2 separate regions of the Drosophila melanogaster genome follow, and region 2 is linked to region 1. A link is a contact called in public Hi-C data. All regions are on one chromosome and are shown on one strand. The core of a region is the stretch at or near the end of the contact, and the rest is flanking DNA. Distances in the headings are between cores, read along the strand shown.

Region 1 (6,168 bases), core at 2,693-5,192:
TGCCTCAAGATATGAACGAAGCAAAGACACTAGAATAATTCTAGTGTCTTTGATATGACTTTTGCAATAAACAGTTATCACATTTAATTATTTAGTATATTTATTAAGTCATTTGACTTAATATGATGTAACATTAACATTAAAAGTGTTTCAAAAAAAATATTTCGCTTTTAAAAAATTTTCAGATGAGAGAAAAATTAGAATTAAACATAAATATAAATGTGTAAACGGTAGCTAATTCGAGCGGCAAATTTAAAAAGCTTTAAAATTATAATAGTCAGGGCGCGAATTTTTAAAAATTATTTTATTTTATCATATTGCTACGAAATTGGCAAAAACTACCCTAATATGTACAATGTAAATTCGTTTCTTCGATCAGAATTGATTTCGGCCCGAAAATCGTCTTCTAGCACAACACGCACACATATACGCGTTCTCGTCTCTTGTTTTTACTCACACAAGCAAGCAAATTCTATTTTTAGATTTCTTATGCTCTCAGCGGGAGCGAGCGGAAAGAGAGCAATTTTGGCCGTCACTAAAAAATTGGCTGCATGTGCCAAACCAATGTATGGCCGTTACGCATCTTGTTATTCTAGTGTCTTTGGTTCTACGGTACCACAGCTGTGCAGCATATCTTTCGTTATCTAAGCTCCCTCTCACGAAAGCTCTCTCTTGTACTCTCTTTCTCACCTAAACCTTTGGCTTAGCGTTCTCCTGATCGGTCTGCAATAAAGTCTCTAATTTTCATTCACTTTCGTGATCTTGGACACATCACATCGATTCAAAATCTCGTTCTCTGAAACCAATAAAAACATATCGTTAGAAATCGCTAAATAAACCTCGTCTTTTAATTGCAAAAAAAAACAGCTAATAAAAAAGCTTATTAGCTTGAGATCTCGACGTTCATATGGACGCATCGACGGACACGGCCAGATCGACTTTGCTATTGGTCCTGATCAGAAATATATATATGAACTTTATATGGTTGGAAAAGCTTCTTTCTACCTGTTACATACTTTTCAACGAATATAATAGACCATTTTACTCTACGGGTATAATTATTCCAACAGGAGGCTTTACATTGCGGTCTAGATTTGATTTTCCTTACGTTTATCCAAAAAAAATTTAATTACTCCTTAATTGTTTGTTAAAAAAAATTGCACTGCCCAACAGCAGCGTTCCAAAATTCAACCTCGTGACTTTGTAACCCGGTATAGCAATTGTTTAACTCGACGCTTAAGAAGACTAAGGAATTTTTATAAAATGTCCCCCATAAAAAAAACTTCCGAGTGTAAATTAAAACAGTATGTGACGGATTAAGTTTTTTTAAATATTTTTTTAAAGATGTATCACTTTGACATACTATTGCCTATTAGGAAACTTGTGATCTTTTTTGTTTCAACTAGGCTATACTACTTTATTAAGACTTTGATAACAAGACATCTATAGACATCAATAAATCATTTAGAGTTGGGTGTTTGTTATTGATAGCCGTGAGTTAAATATTTTTTAAATCCAAATTAAAAAAGAGAGTGAACAGAGTACTAAAGTCTGCATGCTTTATTGTATTTATTTGTATGTGTCGAAGAGTCATCAGGATGCCCTTCTTCCTCTTCACTACTCTCGTTATGGTTCGCGCGACGTTTTCTGGCGCTTGAGCGAGGCATGTCTGTTATGCGTAACGATCGAAAACTGACTGACTGATCTCTTCTTCACAAAATCAGAATTATGCGTAGTTTTTGACTTTACATGCAATACCAACACAATTATGACAGTTGTTCTAGTCCGCATACACCAATACTTATGCACACCGCATTTTTCTGTATGCTTCTCGTTTTCGTACAGACATCTACTTCCCTCCCGCTCCTACCCGCGACCAGACTACGTTCGGCAGAAACTCTAACGGTTGTCTGCCGCGCATCAGAAAAATAAAAAGAGGCGTCTGCATGGCGCGTGCCAAGCAGAAACACGAAATTTCGTTTCATTTAAATGATCTGCGACATATGTATATGTCGGCGAAACAGGAGTCTCATCCATATTATTTATTCACTTCGCGATTTTGTGCGTCAGCGCAGCAAGTTCCGATCGACGTCAGCAGTCAAACTTCACTGAAGGGATCTTCTTACATGTCCCTTCTTCATCATATTCTCTAATGGCTATACACACTGGCGTGTGCCACATTGTCATCTCTCTCTAACACACTATTTATGACCACTCGATCGGACCTCAGTCAGCTGCAGAGGCTGTTCGTGCCTCTGCCGCAGCGCTCGACAGAATTTTACCGCAATATTACAATTTCATCAGAATATGAAATCACAGAAGGAATTTCTGGAATGCGAAGAGTCGCGCTCCGACACGGCCTTCCTAACCTTTCACACGTCCTCGTGTGCCTAATCCACCAATCAAGTCCAAGTCACACAACTTCGTCAACTTAAGAACAATTAATGACAACAAGTAATAATCAGTAAATATTTAATTGACAATTCATCTCATGACTGATTTTTCTTTTACAAAGACATCTCCAATTTACATATCAAAACTTCAAACTATTTACATTTTCCATGACTTTAATTTCTCATAATAACATTGGCGTGTCTTCTCTCACACCCAATCTCTTGACCCCCGCCATAACACTTCTCGTCCCTGCGAGTTAGCTGTTATAGTGCAGTCATCATCACTTGACCCCCCCCCCCCCCCATAACACTTCTCGTCCCTGCGAGTTAGCTGTTATAGTGCAGTCATCATCACTTGACCCCCGCCATAACACTTCTCGTCCCTGCGAGTTAGCTGTTATAGTGCAGTCATCATCACTTGACCCCGGCCATAACACTTCTCGTCCCTGCGAGTTAGCTGTTATAGTGCGGTCACACGCCATTCTATTCATAACGTTCGCCAAATGTTTCCCTTCTTGGGACACAGATGCACGATCACTAGTGCCATCTTTAAACTCTTTTCTCTCTTGGGACACAGATGCACGATCACTAGTGCCATCCTTCAACTCTTTTCTCTGTTGGGAGTCACCATTACATTCATGCGAATATTTATATGTTCGCTTGATAACTAACGACTTCAAATTGTGTCGATGACCATCTAGTACATTAATCACTCGATGATACTTCTCACTTAACACATGACCTCATACCGAACTACTCTACATCCTTTCGCATGTTTTCCTTGCTTGTACGCTTATTTGTTTTCAACCTGCCCATTTTCTCTGCTGGCATCTGTAGCTATTGAAAACAACTCAATCCTGTTTGTTGAACAAAGCTCACGGAACTTGTTTGCTGACAAAGCTTCTGCCTTGATCCACTATGATGCGACTGGGAGCTCTAAGGAAAGACATACTTGACTCTTCTATAGAATCCGCTGGCCATGTCTAAAACAAATGAAAAAAATATTTACCACACCGCAAACGATCTATTTGATCCAAAATCTGTAGCAATGGAAACTGAGTCGCTATGGGCGCCCTTGAACACTTTTATTTTTATTACTTAAACGAATTTTCAATGCGCCTTATTTGGTATTCCAGTTACGAAACTATCGGCATACTTTTCCAATATATTTCTTAATTTACATTTATCATTATCGCTTACTTCTATATTGATGTCAAAGAGTATTTCCAAACTATTCTCATGTGCATTATTTTGAACGGCTTTGATAACTTTGGATTTGTACATACTAAATTTATTAGATTTAATCAATAAAACGAAACCAATATGTTAATTTGTTACTTAATTTATTTTAATTTTATTAAAGAACATTCGGCGTCCGAATCAAAAAAAAATGGAAAGGGCTCACCCAATTGAAAAACACAGTCCACTTGGCTCACTTAGTTTCGCACACGTCAACTCGCTTTTCGATGTATTTGTTGTGGCCTTTGGGACATACAGACGCCACATGTCCCATTTCGTCGCATTTAAAACATTTTATGTTCGAACGATCTTTTAACCCAGGCGTGTTGCTTTCGCTGTAGTTTCTTCCTTTTGTGTTTGATGTACCTTCCTTTCGAGCACGGCATTCGGCGAATTTGTGGCCGGCTTTCCCACAAAAATGGCACATGGTCTGCAACTGCATTCTTAACTTTTTTTCTGGGCCAGAATCATCTTCGTTGTTACGTTTCTTGAAGGCGTAAGCTTGCAGTTGTTGCTGAAGCTCATTGCGCGTAGCCACATTAGTCGTAAACACCCAACGTAACAAATTATTATCGATTTGTGCCATGTGAGCCAACGCTACCGAAACCGCAATCTCCTCCAAATCCTTGGCCTTCCACTTAGACAGCAACAAGGTGACAATGCGACTTCCATACTGGGCAAAGCTCTCTCCATGTGTTGGACGTCCGTTCAAAACGTTCATCAAAATAGCAGCCGACGTCTCCATTCCTACGAATCGCTGTATGAACAGTTATTTAAATTGCGGCCACGTGATGCCAGCGAAGCATATCTGCGACAGCCATTGCGATGCACTGCCTTCTAATGCTTTGCTTAACGCTATTACGAGTGCACTGCCTACAAGCGCATTATCTGCAAAGATTAAATCCACGGTGGTGCACCATGCAGATGGATCTGCTCCAGCGCTGTCAGCGCAGAATTTTGGCAGTGTGACGTGCAAGGACTTTTCATTTGACGCCGATGCTCTCGGTGCGTGCATGGTTCTTATTATTTCCATGAGGTTACGGTTTTGTGCCTCCAACGCAGCCATATACTGATCAGATCTGGTCTCTCGTGGCGAAGGCGATCCCACTTCTGATGTCGGCGAAACAGGAGTCTCATCCATATTATTTATTCACTTCGCGATTTTGTGCGTCAGCGCAGCAAGTTCCGATCGACGTCAGCAGTCAAACTTCACTGAAGGGATCTTCTTACATGTCCCTTCTTCATCATATTCTCTAATGGCTATACACACTGGCGTGTGCCACATTGTCATCTCTCTCTAACACACTATTTATGACCACTCGATCGGACCTCAGTCAGCTGCAGAGGCTGTTCGTGCCTCTGCCGCAGCGCTCGACAGAATTTTACCGCAATATTACAATTTCATCAGAATATGAAATCACAGAAGGAATTTCTGGAATGCGAAGAGTCGCGCTCCGACATATATTTATTGTATGCCCAGATGAAGAATACACATACCTTTAAGGGCTTTCTTCTACCTGTTACATGCTTTTTAAAAAATTACTAGATTCGTTTTCCACATGTGAAATTTGATTGTTTTTAATAACAATTCGCAAAAAAACTTACACTGTTCTTCGGATGTCTCTTCCCCAGGGTGAATTAACCCAAAAGGCAAAGCTCGTAACATAAAAATGGATACCACCGAATGGCCAATCCAAATCTTGAGTATGTGTTGTATTTTCTCCCCAAATTAGCTTAAATTCGCGACACAATATAGGTACGGCAGGACGAAGATGACATTTCCGACTCGCGGTTCTGACTCCCGGATCAACTTACAATATTCAAGCGAACGATTTAAAACATGTATTTAATAATACATACATACATTTTGTGTTTCAGCAACGCAAAATAACACTAAATTATTTATAAATTTCAGTCTATTCAAAACGAAGCCATATATGTATATATATATATAATATTATGCAAAACTGCATACAAACTGGATACAATTATCGCGTTTAATTAAAGAATCAAAATTTTACAGTATAGCTTGCCTTATCTAAAATGAGATTTTTGAATAAATAAATTTTTTGCGAGAACGCGTTCGAGAAATATATTAAATAGAAATTTATTTGTATAATAGGGGGCAGAGGAGGAGAATTTAAAAATGTGCCACACAGTGTCGGCAATTCCCATCCATTTTCATTGAGCTACCTTCGTCGTCTCCAAAATTTTCGCACCACAATTCGTAAGTAAGCCTTCGAAAACTGGTGGTGTTCTTCAGTGCAAGATCTGTTCTTACCATTAAATGACCATGAATAGGCACCGTGGTCATGATACTCTGAATACTCAACACCTAGAGAGCTGTAGTTTAAATGGTTTTAGGTTGCACATATGCATGCATCAGTCAGTGGTCGCTGAAATATTCAACTTAATGTTATCTCTTAAATTTCAATTTAAATTGATCATTGCAGTATGTTTTGTCTAAAATATAGCTACACTACACAACAAACAAGAGATATCGATAGATATTGGGGAATGAAATGAGAAAACATTT
Region 2 (6,168 bases), core at 2,186-4,685, 270 kb after region 1:
GTTTGGATCACTGTGGTGTTGGTGAGTCGCAAGTGAACCAAATTTAGGGCCTTTGGCCTGTACAATATCGGCGGTTGAAATATTGCTTCTGATGGCCTCAGCCGGAATGAATCCGTGAGTAAAGCTTTCACCTTTTTCAGAGCTGACAGTGTTGCCATGAGCAACAAAAGTAGGGAGCCTTGGGTTATTTCCAATTCTGACAGGACAGTTTTTGTCAGTTACAGCATGATCACCACCGCAGTTGATACACAAATAATTATCCCTCGTGCATAGCGTAGAGCCAGTTGCGTGGGGCCCAGCACGCTTGCCACAGATTGAACCCCGGAGACAATAGTTTTTGGAACGCCCAAAAATATGGCATCTCAGACATTGCAGCACTTCTTGCCTGCGAACAGCTAGCTTGGGTGGTTATGGTGTTGGTAACATTGGTGTTACTACTAGTTGTCAACTTCGCAAGCTCGAGAGATAACAATTGAGGGGCTTACAAAGCGTCGGCTTGGTTGAGCTTATCTATGATAAGTAACGTAATTGTCTGTCACCACTGCTGTGCATTGGATAGAAATAGAAATTGTGCGCGTGCACAGTACGATTGGAAGAGTTGTTGATGTGTTACAACAAACAGACTAGACTATCGCGATCGTCCGTATGCAACGAAGGCTAGGCAGAGACTGGGCATCATTGAATGGGTCCAAAAAAAATTCTTAATGTTTGCCTTGTGGGTCCTATTCCTCATTCCAGTAGACTAATTCTAATTCAGTTACCCTCCCTAGCTAACCGTAGAACGATGCTTGGAACAGTCTTTATTAGTAAGTTTACGAGTAGTACGATACGAGTAGTCCCGACCTGGTTTTTCGGCGAAACTTCTCTGTTCCAAGTATATTCACTAGAAACTACATACCCTTAATCTTAAATCATTCTGTATGTTCATGTTATGTTCTGACTATAATAGACGTAATCCTATTATCTGTAATCTTTACTCTCTGCCGCTCTTACAGCAATCAATTATAACTTTTTTAACACATAATTAGATCTTACTAATATTACACTTATACTTTGTTGTTTTATTTATTTCCTCGTTTCTGGGCTCTTTAAAATTTTATTTATTGCATTGTCCTTTTAAATATGCAAATCAACTTAATCAAATTCACTTTTTAATTTTTATTTCGTTAAACAACATCAGACAACTCTATTCTAATAAACACCATAAAAAAGTAAATGTCCATTCTACAAAAGTAAAATAAAAGTCGCTCACGAAAGAGAGGGAGGGATCAGGGAAAATATTTCAATGAATTCAGCTGTATATTGATCCTCTAAAGAAATAATTCTTTCAAATTTGGAAACTAGTTTACCTAGAAACGGACAAAAAGTGTATATAATGTATATACTTTATAACGTAATTAATACTTTATAAATATTGAACAAGTACAGGCAGACAATTTCGGGTAAAGGCGATTATATCAGTGTAAGCAAGCATGCACAGCATGTTGATATTTAAATCTATGAACAAAGGAGAGAAAATGTTCGAGTTCTCCGACTATCAGATACCCATTACGCAACTAGTGGAGAAAAATAATCAAATAGCAGTCTTGAGCGGATTTGTCTCTGAAATCTGCATGCTTAATCTCAACTTTCTAGCTTATTTAGTTCCTGAGATCTCGACATTCATACTGCCAGACATATCCAGTTCGACTTGGGTAGTTCACTGGATCAAAAATATATATACTTTATAGGGTCGGGAACGCTTCCTTCGGTTGCCATTGTTTTTCGAAACCCCTTTTACTTTGCGAGTTTAAGAATACTTATATAGCGTGATAAATTTTCAACCAAATTAGCTACTATATTCTCTATACAAAATTATTTGCGCAGCTAATTAAAAATACTTTAAATTAAAATTCTATGTCTTCAAAAGCACATTAGGATATCCGCAAATCCGTACATATCCATATAATATTCTTTAAATCTTTAAGCCAAAAGCGAAAAGGTAACGGGTCTTGTGCGCAACACCATCATGGAACTGGGAGATCTACGGCACACTAAACTAACGCTCACAAGGGTATAAGGACTCTGCAGTTTAGCAATTAAAGAACGATGTGAGTCAGATGGGAATCAGAATAACAGCTTTGATTGTGGACAGTCATGCGGCATATTAACATTTCAAGCGAACACTAGCAAGAGCGTGCCTGTGAGCAACACCATTATTGAACTTGAACGTCTACAGCACACCCAAACTAACGCTTACATGGGTACCCGGCGTCTCCGCCATTACAGGTAACTCACGAGAGATGAGGATTAGCCTCACACCCGTCAACACTGTGTTTTGAGTGATAGTCTTCCGAGTCTTGCCTCCTTTGGAAAAACCTTAACCTAACATATTACTGAACAATCTGATGATACTTCATTTCTTCGATGCCAAGGCGCTTAAAAGCTGACATTAACGATCTGGGCTTGGCTTAAAAATGTTAGTATGGCGGCTTAAACAATATTAAAATTTTAGTTTTGACAGTTTTTGAAGGTTTGTGGGCGTTGGAGTAGAAGTGGTAATTTTCTCTAGAATGTGCATGCTTTATCTTAACTTTCACATCTTTTATTTAGTTCCCGAGATCTCAACGTTTATACGGGCAGATCGACTTGGCGCTAGTGATCATGAGTAAGAATACTGTGGTCGATTCCTTCTACATACTTTTCAACGAATCTAGTATACCCTTTTACTCTAGGACTAACGGGTATAACAAGTAAATATGTTTATATTTTATGCTTCATTAAACAGTATTTTGTTGTTACGCTTTATAAAAAAGTGCTTTGTTGCTATAATTCGATTTTCAAAACATAGACATGCCTGTAAAATCCGAACTTACCTTCATTCATTTTCTGATTGACTTTTGTGTTGCCTATATCTTCATCGTACTGTTCACTTTGAAGAATAATTCCAAAACGTTCGTATGCCATATTTACAATACTATAATCCACATACGCATGAGTTTAAAGTTAGTATTAAAGCATTTCAAATGCCAGGATAATTGTAGGCACATGTGTTAGGTAAGATTTGTATGTTTCCTGAGCGTTGCATTCCCTGAGGCTATTTGATGTATCTGAAAGAACAGCATTTTTACTGCCATTATTCCATATGTAGGCAATATAAGACATGAATATAATATCACGGATGATTGATACGTACACACACAGAATTAATAATTGTCATATTTAAGTAGGGAACATAATATACATTAAATATGACAAACGGTTCTCTAAGAAAATGTAGTGAATATGTTAAAAAAATTCTGATTGAAATAATACGAAAGATTAATTAAACGCCACATAAATTTAATGATAGTCGAATTGTTTCACTAAAAGCCGAGGAAAACAAAAGAATTCAAGTAATTTTTATAAAACGCGATACCAAATGACTCAAAATATTGAAAAGGTTATTCTGCTTGTTTGGCATGGGTATTCGATGCCTAAATATTTGGGTTTTTTGCAACATACTAAACTTTAGTATTTTTTTACAACGCAAAATATATCTTGATTCCACGTCGACTAGCTTCTAAATATAGAACAAGCTGGCTGTAATCTCTGTAATTATATCGGTATAGCTTGAAATATACATGCAAAACATAAAATTAAATAATACTACAAATTTGTAAACCGATATGAATTAAATTTTTCATATGCTTAAAGAAAATCCTATCAAAGAATGTGTATATTTTTCTATTAGTTTTAGTGATAAATAAAGTTCATATGATACGGTCCACAAATACATTTCGAAAATGTGGAAATGGAATCATCCTCATTTCGGAAAACGAGTGCAATCATGCTATAACCAATTTCCCATCGTTAACAAAGCTTAACATGAGACTGGAACAGATTTAAAAGAGGCAACTGTTAAACGAAAGGGGAAAGTTTCTACTGCGTGGGATCAGGCACCGATGGTTCAACATCTCTACTGATCTTGTGTTCTGCTGTAGATTTGAAAAAGCGCCAATTCTGCCAATCCTTGTGTTTTGTGCTGATGTAAGAGATGCCAAGCATGCACAGCGATAATTTATAGTCAATCATGCTCCTGTAATTTTTATTTTTTATTTCGATTTGGGCAAAATCTTTTGATTTCGTTTTTAGCTGTTTTGGTTTTCGCAAAATTTTTGCTATCGGAATGTTTTGTAAACATTAAACAGCTGTTCAAGCTGTTTTCCAGACCATAGAGCGGACACCTTTTTTTACAGTTTTAAGTCCGACGTTCGCAATTACTTTGTTATTGCACTTTGACATTTAAGTAATAAAAATACATTTAATTAAATACATACAACTCTTTTGGCCATTCCTGAAATTCATTAATGAATTCTTTTATATTTTATAAGTATTTTTACCTGCCTGTTTCGTTTTACCAACAGTATGGCAGCCTTCGCAATAAATATTGGGAACGTACTTCTCCTTTGCTAATCCCCTTGCTAAATCGAAAATATTTGTTGCTGACGGCAAAATGTTGTTTGTCAAATCTGAGGTGGGGTCGGAAATACATTTTTTGTATAATAACGCATTGGCAGAATGATCTTGTGGTGATTTGGAATTAACATCGATAGACCACTGAATAAAATATTTTTTCCTTAGTTAATAAGATCTGATTTGATAGATATATGTATGTATAACAGGCATTTACTTTTAATTTCGCCCAGACAAAAGTAAAATTCTTACGAATTCGATTACCAGAGAATGTCAATATTGACCGTCACCAAAAAAGTGACTGCATTGTGCTAAACCAACGTATGGTCGTTACCAATCATGTTATTCTAATGTCTTTGATTTGACTCTGTTAATAGAGATTGAGAAATATCGATGATGGCGGACATCGATGTTTTTGGCGAAATATGTTGAAAAAACATCGACGTTTTAAATAAAAACAAAAAAGAATTCATCTATTAAATTTATTATTTTCTTTTTTAATATTGCTTCAATAAAGAGGCTGCGTATTGTCGTCCACCTTTTCATCCGCCGGTGGTCCAGTAATTGCTTCTATACAACAAATACAATTACATATATAATTAATGCATTTTCATGGAAAAGTAAACTAATATGCATTACTATATGCATACATGCATACAGTAAAATAATTGTTATATATTTGAGTCTAACTAATTTCAGTTGACTAAGGTCAACGCTAAGAAATAAAAAATTATCATAGAGATGGTTTTCACGTCTTTATTCTTTTGATCTCAGCTTAAGACTATATGTTAGTGACAAAAATCTTTCTTATACTGCCTATGTTTACATTATTTCTGGAGCGGGATCGCCCGCTTAAGATATTTATTGTATACAGCTAGCGTACATGGCGTGGAATCGCCACTCTGTATTTCTTCTGAAAGTGCTGATTATGTGAATATGTCACATATTGCCCATTTGTTTATATTATTTCCGGTGCGAGATTGCCCGCTTGGGATATTGATCTTTTTTTTTTGTGGACAATTCTAATTATTTAATTACGTCACTATATACTATATATATATTCGGGAGTTAAAAACATACTATTTCTCCATGGCTTCCACAACGCCAGTCATGGTATTTGGTACTACAATCCGATCTAAATAGATTTCAAATAAAGTGGCGTGAAAATAAACTAAACATTAATGGCTCCAAGTGTAAATATATGACCTTTTGTCGAGTCAACCTAATACACGTGACTTATACTATTGGTGGGTGCTTTTTGGACAGAATAACACATGGTGTTCTGGACCTTAAGCTTAAATTTTCAAACCATATTTCATCTATTGTCAATAGGGGTATGCTTGGTTTTATAAAAAGGTGGTCAAAGGAATTTGATGGTCTTTATATAACCGAAACCTTATTAATTTCGCTAGTCCGTTCGATCCTTAGTATGGATCGTCTGTTTGAAGTCCACAATATGTAGTTCACTTGGACCGCAATGGATCGGCTTATAAAACTGTTTGCCTTACGACGCCTTAATTTATTCAAACCTTATATTACCTCCTAATTCGAGTATAGTTAATTAATTTACTTTCCCAACGGTTAGCTAACCGTAGAACGATGTTCGGAACAGTTTTTAGTCGGAAAGTTCTCTGTTCCAAGCAGATTTATTAGGCATTTATATATAATTTAAATCATTGTAGATCCTACTAGACCCCTACAGAGCATAATGTTCTGACTATAAAAGACTTTATT

The links. A called contact is a pair of places that touch in the nucleus more often than the background predicts.
Region 2: a contact with region 1 is called in a Hi-C map of the Kc167 cell line, with 4 times the contacts expected there. The contact joins the promoter of pho here to the promoter of unc-13 in region 1. A contact is called at or near these places in 7 of 107 Hi-C or Micro-C datasets (the Clone 8 cell line, the Kc167 cell line, the S2 cell line and 2 more).

What each region holds. Positions count from the first base shown.
Region 1 is chr4:908,389-914,556 of dm6, forward strand. It overlaps unc-13 (unc-13,), which reads right to left and starts at 3,943. Exons shown (of 28, transcript NM_001297788.1): 1 at 3,799-3,943; 2 at 691-796.
Region 2 is chr4:1,178,193-1,184,360 of dm6, forward strand. It overlaps pho (pleiohomeotic), which reads right to left and starts at 3,436. Exons shown (of 7, transcript NM_166827.2): 1 at 3,398-3,436; 2 at 2,856-3,089. The coding sequence starts at 2,946.